Regions from separate parts of the Mus musculus genome. Here region 2 is linked to region 1. Evidence: chromatin contacts called from public HiChIP or PLAC-seq data. All regions are on one chromosome and are shown on one strand. The core of a region is the stretch at or near the end of the contact, and the rest is flanking DNA. Distances in the headings are between cores, read along the strand shown. Region 1 overlaps Nim1k (NIM1 serine/threonine protein kinase). Region 2 holds the start of Zfp131 (zinc finger protein 131).

Region 1 (5,044 bases), core at 1,041-3,540:
ATTGACGATCACTTGCCCGTGTTGGTTTGGGCCTGTGGCACCTCACAGTACATCGTGATAGTGTTTGAACTTCTCTCTGTAGCTCTGTCAGTCTCAGGATTTAGCTTCCATCTTGGTCTAAATGGTCATTTCTATTACACTATTGTGTCCACATTCCAGCCAACCTGAAGATAGAAAAATGTGAGAGGATGGGGTATGCCTTGCTCTCTTTAAGGCAGTTGCCTAACAACTGCATTTATTACTTCTGTTCAGAGTCCAGACTAAAACTCAGACACACAGCCAAACCCAGCTACAGCGGAAATTGGAAAGAGCAGCCTTCAGCCGTATAGCAGCGTGCCCACCCAAAGTGTCTCTGTTCCAAGACAGTGGTTTTCAAAACTGGCTGTACATTGAATCACTAAGAAACCCTGAAAAACAAAGACTGGAGGAGTAACTTGCCTAGCATGCACGAGGCCCTGGATTTGATCTCCAACACTGACCTCAAGTGTGTTGCCTGTTCTGTGTGCAGGAGTCAATGACAGATGGGGAGACTCATCCAAGTTTCAAGTGCACCTGGAATTTCTGATAATAGAAGTGTTTGCTCTGCAGTAGTCTTTCCTCACCCAGAGCAGTAATCCTACTGTTTGTGAACAATAGATTTGCCTTAGTTTGGTTCAAATAGAGCTAAATGCCCTAATCCCTGTTACTCTCCCTGTCTTCCAGAATATATCCCACTAGGGCCAAGTGAAGTTAGTTACAGAACTGTAAAAGAGAGCAGTTTGGGCTTTGATGTGCAAACATTTTAATCCCCTAAAAATAAACTGTGTGTTGCAAATAAGTACAAGTGTTCCCACACTGCTTCCTAAATTAGCCTTTTCTGGGGACACAGAGAATGTGTTTATTTTTTCTGCTCAGGGATACCTGTTTGTGGTTCAGTGCATGGCAGGTTCAGGTTCATGACACATCTCCATGTCTCTCTCTCTCTCTCTCTCTCTCTCTCTCTCTCTCTCTCTCACACACACACACACACACACACACACACACACACACACACACACCCCACTTGTCTGAAGGCAAGCACTGTCTCAAAAAGGTGCTAGGAGGGTTTATGTTTGGAAATGGAACTAAAATGCATCCAGGAGCCTGAAATTCTTCTTTTGGATCTTGGCCTTTTCCATTCTTGTTTGTTTGAAATGCACGGTTGAGAGGTGACCTAGACACTCAGTTCTCACCCCCCAAGAAGCCAACTCAAAGGCGAGTTTGTTAACTTTGGTTGCCTTTAGATTTTATTTATTTAATCCATAGAAGGGGACTGAAGAGTGCTCACTTTACAGTGTTGTCAGGGTTTCCATTCCTGGGGGATATGTCAGAGGCTGAGATGAGGGGTGAGAGGCTGAGGTGAGGGGACTTCCTCCAGCTCTCTCCATCTCGTGTTTTTCCAAGACAATGTCTCTCACTAAACTTGGAGCTCCTTGTTTTAGTTAGCTGGCTGGCCAGTGTGCCCCTAGGGTCTCTCTTTCTCTGCATCCGAAGCGCTAGGGGCATAGATGCTCACGACGGCATCCAGCTTTTGCACAGAGGCTGGTAGTCCAAATTCATGTCCTCGTGCTTGAATACGAAGCACTTTACCCACTGAATCATCTCCCCCATCCCGACACAGTATGATTTTTAAGTAGTCACTAAAGTTTGCTCTGTCAAAGAATAGAATAGCTGTTGACTAAAAAGTGCTAGACATTTTACACCAGACAATGCCCTGTTGAATGACCTCCACATGCACACACACACACACACACACACACACACACACACACACACACCCCTCTGGTCCAAATTTTCAATTTTGTCTACTCATGTTTTAAAAATATTTAATCCACCACTTAAAGACTTAGAGAGTTTATTTAAAAACAAAAACAAACTCTCAGTTGCCAGTTTCTTTGGGGAATTACAAGACTTGACAAACATACATTAGCATTTGAGCATGGCTTCCCAACTGGGGGGAAGCAAGGGCTGCCTTGGCATGCTGGGCACGGGTACCTAGAAGGGTCATCCGTATAAAAGTCCTTCCTGTGCCACCCTCACAGACATTTCAGTCTGTGATCTTGATAGTCACGGGACTCTCCACTGTGGTAGAACTCAATACTGAAAAGAGCTGGTGTAGGCCCAGCAGAGTGAGCAGGCTGGCCATGGATTGTGAGTGTGGGTGGAAGCATCCTGTGCTATCAAGTGTTACAGCGTAGTAGCGCTGCCCTCACACAGAAACAGTTTACACTGATTTTGTATTTGCTTCAGAACCTCCTCACTGCTCCCCTATGGGGAATCTCAGTGCATATATGTTGGGAAATAGGAGCTAAGGCCAAAAGTAATATGGTTCAAATGATTTCTAAATGCTAAAATAAACTTCCAAATGGACTGTATTTGTTAACGATCTCTGTGAGGGTGTGACGTGTCTGAGAAGGCTTACAACCACAGTCTGATTATCACCCAATCTCCTTGCCACACATAGAAATAAATAAATAAATAAATAAATAAATAAATAAATAAATCACCCAGCATTTCCCCTAAGCAAGCCTGGCCCTGCCAGCCAACAAAGGAATTGTCTGAAAGCTTTGCCCAGAAGTTTAGAAATGGAGACAAAGAGAACAAAGGCAAGATGGCTTCCTTTGATATTATCTTCACAGCGTGTTGCAAGTCAAGAAAATAAATTACCAAGGAAGTTCTGTTTTCTTTCATCTTATTTAACGCATCACTGTGCTGCGGCGGCAAGCTAATAATTAAGTGGCATTCTGCCTCCTCCTCGGATACTTTGATGTACGATGACTGACTCCATATATTTGTCTGGTTGAGATTCTAAGCTCTTATTAGCATCCATAAAAACTGGCCAAAATCAAAGGGGCAAAGGACAAGAACAACAGCAGAAACTACCTGCATCTGAAAAATGGGAGACTTCGCCTGAAATTAATCATGTCTTAATTCCATTATTCTGTCTAATTTTCAACATGATCTAGCTTGATGTCTGGGGAGACTAGTAAAAAGCAGTCAGGCGATTACTGTTGGTAGCAGTTCTTTAAACTCTAAGTGGAATTTCTATTGGCAGACCCAATGTAAGTCTCCAGTTGGTGGTGACGGGGGTGGGGATAGGAGTGGGGGGTGGGAGGAAACAGAACTTTGCAAAATGAATCTGTATTCACCCGTGGACATATACAGTGACGCAGATTTACCATTCCTATTCATTCTTTAATTCAGATTTTCATTCATGTAGAGTGTGAGGGTGTAGAGTTTCTCCTCACTCATAACTCTCTCTCTCTCTCTCTCTCTCTCTCTCTCTCTCTCTCTCTCTCTCTCTGGCACTGGCATTCAAGGATTGTGCAGTAGACAGTCAGAGAGCTTTTTGCACATTGCACAATCTCCAAATGTAGGTTTTGGGAGGTTCTTCTCTCCTGAGCTAGTTCAACCAAAGAAAATCCCCTGCCTGGGGGTGTCAATGGTTGGTCCCCTCCTTTCCAGAAACTGCAAGTGCAGGAAGATGAAGGAACAGGATTGCATAGACAACCTTTACCTACTGCTCTCTGTGCCCAGGGTTCTTCCTGAGCTCAGGAGGAAGGAGGGCTGAGGACATTCCAGCCTAGCTTTGCAGAAACAAAGGCTTGGTTCTTGCCCTCTTTCTCACTCAAGTAGTTCCCATGATTTTGGCTCTGCAACCTTCAACCTAACCATTGAGGTATGCACCCTGTGTTTTATGCTTTTTTTTTTTTTTATTTAGTTACGTGATTTATTTTGAAATAGCAAAAGGTTCATTTCCCTCAATTGGATTATTAGCATTATCAACAAGTTTCAATTCACCTTCAATACAAACCCCATTCTTGTAGATTTGTAAAAGCTTCTTTATCTAATTTAAACAGAAGAGCAACTGTTTCCCTGGCTGTTAAGAGAATTTATTTAAGACCACATCACAAGAAATCTAACTTGAGGGTATACAACTTGTAAACCACTATACATCTTGACTTCCATCAGCAATCATATCTGACCTCTCCTCCATGTGGAATGCTGTTCCTAGGAGGCACCAAAAGTTAATTAGGTTAGTGACGTTAAAACACTGTTGTAATTTTAGGGCCTGAGTGGAGCTCAAGATACAGAGCCCAATTTGAGAGCTTTGGGGAACCAGGAAAGCAGAGAATGAGTAATGGCGTGGCCAGCAACTGTGTAGGAGCCAAGGGGAACAAGGGCCTGGAGTCCTGAGGGCTTGGGAAGAGTGGAGCTCTTGGAACGAACAAAGAAGACCCCTTTGTCAGGAGTCCTGCAACACTTCCCGATTGAGTGATGGAATTGCAGTTAAGATCTACACCAGAGGGTGGGGTCAGGAGTCCTAACAGGTGGTAGAGCATAGCCCAATTTTTAATGTTGGGCTAGTGTCATTAGTGCATATATGAAAAAGTTATTTACCTCTGCTTAATCACACCAAAGTCTAACATTGGATAACTTGGTGTTTAGTTGATTTCTTCTTCAGCAAACTTATGAGTGCCAGGCACTGTAAAGAACCCTGGGGTACAGACGGAACAAAGCACACCCCCATTTATTTATTTAGCTCTGGTAAAATAGGCCCTGGTCAAGGGCATCGTGGTGAGGAGGCAGCTCAGAAGGGCACAGCCGAGGCTCTTCACAGCACTGCACTGTAAGTGACTCACCACACCCCAGCTAGATGTCTTTTGCACAGGCTAAGCTAAAGTGTCTTTCAGAATTATGGTTAGCATTACTCCTGTCTCTCCTGAGCTCCGTTTTGCAAATCTGATGGCCCCTAGTGTCACTTGATCTTCGCTTAGCCAGACATACAGAGATAGGTTTCGGAGTGTCTGTGGACTCTCTACGATTGGATGCAAATTGTGTGGCTGTGCTTTTTCCTGCTCATAGATTTTGTTCAAAGGAGCCTGTGAGCCCAGGACAATTACTAATTAATGTCTTAAATTTCTCTACACCAATAAAGGAACTTTTGCCTTAACTTTGTTTTTTTAAACAACTGAATCACTCTACCTTAGAGCTGGGTTAGTTACTGCTATGTGCCCCCCCCACC
Region 2 (5,044 bases), core at 1,788-4,287, 59 kb before region 1:
AATCAATCAATCTTTGGGCCGGAACAAGCCAGGTCTGAGTGAGAAGGAAAAAGAAAAAAGAAAAGAAAGAAACATCTCTACCTCGAGCAGGAAGGTAAACAGCTCAAGAGAGCATCTCTGAAAAAGATCACTTTCCTCACTAGGCCCCTTCCTGACAGCGTAAATAATAAAAGCTGAGAGGCCCTCTCGGAGGAAGCAAGCAAAGATGCCGGAGAGAAGCAGAATCTAGCTGAGCTGCCTGAAAAGGGCGTCAATTAACTGAGACACCTGAGAGTGCATGTGTTGAGTTGGACTTTGCTGGTATCTGTACTTTTGGCACAGATGAACAGCTCTTGTGTGCCCTGGCCCCACTGTATTGTTCTTTGCACATGTGTGGGCACCCCTGCTCATGTGAGGAATCACATTCCGTCCCTCTTCCACCTTATTCATCTCTTAATCAAGCCCAAAACTTGCTGATAAGGTTAGTCTTGCTAAACAGCCCACTGTGGGAATCCCATTTTTGCTTTGCAAGTCTGGAATTACAGGAGGGACGCCACATCCTCTTGGCATTTATGTGGGTTTCTGGCGATTGAGACATCCCCAGTAGCCAGCCTTCCGCTTTAGAAACACCCTTCTCTCATGTCCTTCTTATCTGTTTTCCCACCTTCCTCTTGCTGCACTTTCTTGGCCCTTTCAACATTTTTTTTCAAGTATATAAACAGATACTTTCCAAGGGATAAACATTGTTGCTTCCACTTGGATGCTTTATGCACAGAAGCTTCAAACTTCCGACTAGGCAAATATCCAAAAATGAATGTTATGGCCAGACACAAAGGAGCAGGCCTTTGATGCCAGTGCTAGGGAGGCTGAGGAAGGTAGATTTGTGAGTTTGAGGTCATCCTAGTCTACATATCAAATCCCAGGCCAGTCAGGGCTACATAGTGAGACCCTTTAAATACATGAATGAATGAATAAATAAATAAATAAATAAATAAATAAATGTTAGGAGCAGGGTCATGGAAAGTGTTGTGTTGGGAAGCTCAAATTCTAAAACAGAAATGTCTTCCACTTAACCAACTCAAACATACAGGGAAGCAGCCCTCCATCCTGGAGTTTCCCCCAAAGCTTATTTTTATATGTAATTTCTTGTCCTAAGAAATAGTGTGAATAGGGGCTGGAGCGATGGGCTGGCGATTAAAGAGAAACTTGCTGCTCTTCCATTTCCATAATCCATGTGGTAATTCATAAGCATCTGTATCTCCAGTTCTGGCAAGAGGCACACGCATGGTGCACATATGTACATGCAGACAAAACAATTATATACATTAATCTAGAATTTTTTTTTTTTTTTTTTTTTTGTTTTTCCGAGACAGGGTTTCTCTGTATAGCCCTGGCTGTCCTGGAACTCACTTGGTAGACCAGGCTGGCCTCGAACTCAAAATCTGCCTGTCTCTGCCTCCCAAATGCTGGGATTAAAGGCGTGTGCCACCACTGCCCAGTTTAGAAAAAAAATTTAATGGGTGTAATAACAACAATCCTAATACTAAAAACATACAGCAGACCAGTTCAATCTACAAGGCGCTAATCCGTCACTCTCGAAGATTCTTCATAAATTATCCACACACTTTAATGCTTTAGCGCTTTCCCCTAAAGAGGTTCATATAGCTAAATACTTCGTTGACATCATCGTGTCTACTTAGTTGCCCCCTCATAATGATTATCTCCATTCTCTTCCTGCTGGACTTTAAGGATTCCACTCCTAAAATGTTAAAAAGATCGGATATCTTGGACCCTTAAGGCTGTCGCGTGCCTGTCCCAGCAAAAGGAACACTGTGACCTTCAAGGCTGCATGTGCTGTGTTATGTCTGGCTCCAACTCACACCGCTTTGTTGGACTCTCCAGATTACCTTGTTCGTAATACCGACCTGCTGTTCAGACCTGAACCTCCGCTCAGACTAAAGTCTGAATGTAGAAAGCGCGTGTTCTCGCCCAATTCCGCGCCCCCCCCCCCCCGTTTCTTAAAACAATTACAATTAAAACAATTACAATGGCATTGCCTCAAAAACTTTTGAAGTGAATACATCCACTCTCGCACAGGACTGGACTTTCCATTAGTCTTTATTGTCCAACTCATTGAGATTACCGATCAGTACCCATTAACTATCAGAGCATTGCCCTCAGACGAGCCTTTCTTGGGATGAATGAGTGAGCCGGCCACGTGCAACTGAGTGGCAGTCCCCAGCCACTTTAGGGGCGGGTGCGGAGAGCTGGGATGAAGGAATCACAACTGGATCTCTGCAGGCTGACCGGGTTGGTGAGTCTGCAGGCACGTGCTGCCACCGCCGGGCAGACATCGGGGACAGAGAGAGAAATAGAGATCCCCGGCGCCGGAGCCTGCTCGTCCCCGCGGCCGCCGAGCCCAGGGCGCAAGTGCGTCGGCGGGACCCCTAGCTGATCGTCCGAGCGTCCCTGCCGCGGAGGTGAAGATGGAGAGCGAGGAGCTGCCTGGGTACCCGAGCAGCTGCGCCACGGGACTAGAGAGCGTGGAAAGAAAGGCACGAGGCCCCGGCGCCAGCTAGGTAAGGGTAAGGGCCCACCTCCGCTCCGGAAAGGGGGCGGGGCGGGGCGGGGCCGCGGGATATAAGCGTCCCGGGCCGCCGAGCCGGTATTCCACCGGGAGTTCGCGATCGGAAGTGCAGCTACGGGCCCGGTGGGGGCGGGCTGGCTGCCGGAGCGCAGCGTCGCCAGGGCCTCAGCCTTCCCGGTGCTCAGACTGCCTTGCTCTACTGGGAGAAGCCGCAGCAGAGCCCACGGAAGCCTTCGAAGCGCCGCGCGGGGAGCCCCGAATCCCCCCCGGGGGGGCTCCCTCCCCCCTCCCCTCCTTACTGGGCCCCAGGGGCGTGGCCAGGCTTCGCAGGGATTGGCGCTCCGGGTGCGTCCGCGTCCGGCGTGGTGACGCAGCACGTCGACGTAAGTGACGCGCAGGCCCCGGGCCGCTCCTCCTTCCCTGAGTGAGTGCCGGCCGGGTCGGGGCGGGGGGGGGGGGGGGGTAGAGGAGGGAGAGGCGCCGGAGGGAGAGGCGACCCGGGGAGTCGTTGTGGGCCGCGGGCCGGACCGGGGCCGGGGCCGCCGCAGCCTGGGCCGGGCGGAAGGCTCGGCGGGCCGTTGGGAGGCCGCCGAGGCTGTTCGGGGTCCTCCCCGGCCGGACTTGCGCTCCCGGGCGTCCCTGAGCCTCCCGGCACTGTGCCCACCCCGCTCCAGCTCGCGTCTCCAGGCTCCGATTAGGTCAGGCTCGGAGTTCCGCGGCCGCGGCTCCGGCCCGCGACGCGCGGCGGCCGCTCGGCTGGCTCGCCTTTCTTCTTCCCCAGCCTTGCTCTCGGCCTCCCCCTCCCCCTTCTCTCCCCCTCCACCCGGCACCTGGGTTTTGGTTTGGTTTCTTGTTGTAGGGGTTTTGTGTCAGCCCGAGCTCATGGGTGTACATTATCATGCTCCTCTTTTGTAGAGCACCCCGACGGCCATGGAGGCTGAAGAGACGATGGAATGCCTTCAGGAGTTTCCTGAACATCATAAAATGATCTTGGACCGATTGAATGAACAACGGGAGCAGGACCGGTTTACGGACATCACCCTGATTGTCGACGGTGGGTCGGGGTAGTGGGCAGAGGAGGAAAAATGGGGAGCTTCAGTTCTCTCTCGCTGCCCGCCTTTTTGTACCCACCCTCTCCGGGCTCTCTTCCAAAGTCGGTGGAGGGTTTGCATCAGACCCGGGAGGGCGCCTGTCAGTGCTGCTCACGTAGACCATGCCGCAGAAAGCTGGTTGGCTAGTCTGGATTTTAATCTCCTAGTCTGATATGCATCATCACATTTTAACTTCTTGCTGCATGCTCAAGTTTTATAATTGCACACTCGTTAGATAGGTGCCCGGAGGAGAGAGAGAAGATACCTCAAAACGTTTGGTCAGACAAGGAGGCAACAAGGAGGCGGTCTCAGTGTTTTTTGTTAATAAGCCCGTTCTTAGCAAGCTGCTTTGAGGAGTCCAGCACAAGAATCATTTGGGAAGTTTTCATTCTAGTTTTCCAAAATGGTGTGGAAAGGAAAGTGGATGAGAAACCACCTACACTCATTGGGGCTACACTCATACCCACTGTGAGTGACTAAAAAATAAATTGGGAATCTGCTAGTCGTGCTTGTATAGGCAAATCCAGATTAGGGTTCCTTTTAGTGAACATTGGCTTTCTAGACAAGATGTTCCTTATAATGAAAGTTTGTAGGTGTGTTGTGCCTACAGCTATATTAGGCATATTGAAAAATTTCCTGTACCAAACACACTGGCTTTGTACTCCCCCACCCCTTTCTAAATGATACGTGAACTTTTGCACTGTCATATTTAGAACTTTTATTTCATTTTATTTTCTGTGTACGAGTGTTTTGCCTGCACACGTATATATGTGCACCACTTCCATGACAGGTGTTCGAGGAGGTCAGAAGAGTGTGTCAAGTCCCTTGGAACTGGAATTGCAGACAGTTGTGTGCTGCCTTGTGGGTGCTGGGAATTGAACCCGGCTTCCCTGGGAGAACAGCTGATGCTCTTAACCACCAAACCAGTTCTCCAGCCCATATTTAGCTGTTTCAGTGGGTTTAAATGTAGGTTGCTACTTAATTGAATGGAACAGAAACTGCTAGAAGAAATTTGTTGCTTAGTATAAACTAGCTTTTACTTTGAAGTAAAGATATGTATTTTGTGAAGAAAGGATTTTAACTTTGATTTTGATGCCAGTGTGTTTTTTTCCCTCTCCATCTCTTCACCCCACCCCACCCCCTTATTTAGGACACCATTTTAAGGCCCACAAGGCTGTTTTGGCTGCCTGCAGTAAGTTCTTCTACAAATTCTTCCAGGAGTTTACTCAAGAGCCTTTGGTTGAAATTGAAGGTGAGTAGTATTTTCCACAGTACTTAGCAAAATAACTGGCTGGTTTAGCAGGGCTTCCCGGGAAATAAACACCAATAGTCACTGGTAGACAACTAGACACGTTGCTTTTTATTACTTGAGAATTCTTCCAGGAGT

The links. HiChIP or PLAC-seq counts read pairs in DNA pulled down with a chosen protein or histone mark.
Region 2: a contact with region 1 is called in an H3K4me3 HiChIP or PLAC-seq map of the SCID.adh cell line, with 20 read pairs. The contact joins the promoter of Zfp131 here to the enhancer-like site in region 1. A contact is called at or near these places in 1 of 39 promoter capture datasets (the 3T3-L1 cell line), 2 of 15 datasets of contacts at CTCF or cohesin (CD8 T cells and pro-B cells), 37 of 484 Hi-C or Micro-C datasets (CD4 T cells, the N1E-115 cell line, Th1 cells and 23 more), 17 of 115 datasets of contacts at active chromatin or transcription factors (the 230-238 cell line, DN3 thymocytes, the HPC-7 cell line and 14 more) and 3 of 9 other capture datasets (adipose tissue, liver and pancreatic islet).

Annotation. Positions count from the first base shown.
Region 1 is chr13:119,729,252-119,734,295 of GRCm38.p6, reverse strand. The region is part of intron 1 of Nim1k (NIM1 serine/threonine protein kinase); the gene reads left to right. Among named protein-coding and RNA genes, the nearest start is that of Gm52026, 10 kb to the left of the region's middle. Within about 2 kb of position 2,290, at least 4 of the 459 cell types and tissues checked have an H3K27ac peak or open chromatin away from gene starts, as enhancers often do. A contact at or near this core is called in the N1E-115 cell line and the SCID.adh cell line, where this site is marked.
Region 2 is chr13:119,788,725-119,793,768 of GRCm38.p6, reverse strand. It overlaps Zfp131 (zinc finger protein 131), which reads left to right and starts at 3,037. Exons shown (of 8, transcript NM_001302548.1): 1 at 3,037-3,264; 2 at 3,482-3,620; 3 at 4,808-4,909. The coding sequence starts at 3,497. It overlaps Gm46390, which reads right to left and starts at 3,498. Exons shown (of 2, transcript XM_017315657.1): 1 at 3,487-3,498; 2 at 2,080-3,396. The coding sequence starts at 3,498. The coding sequence ends at 2,227.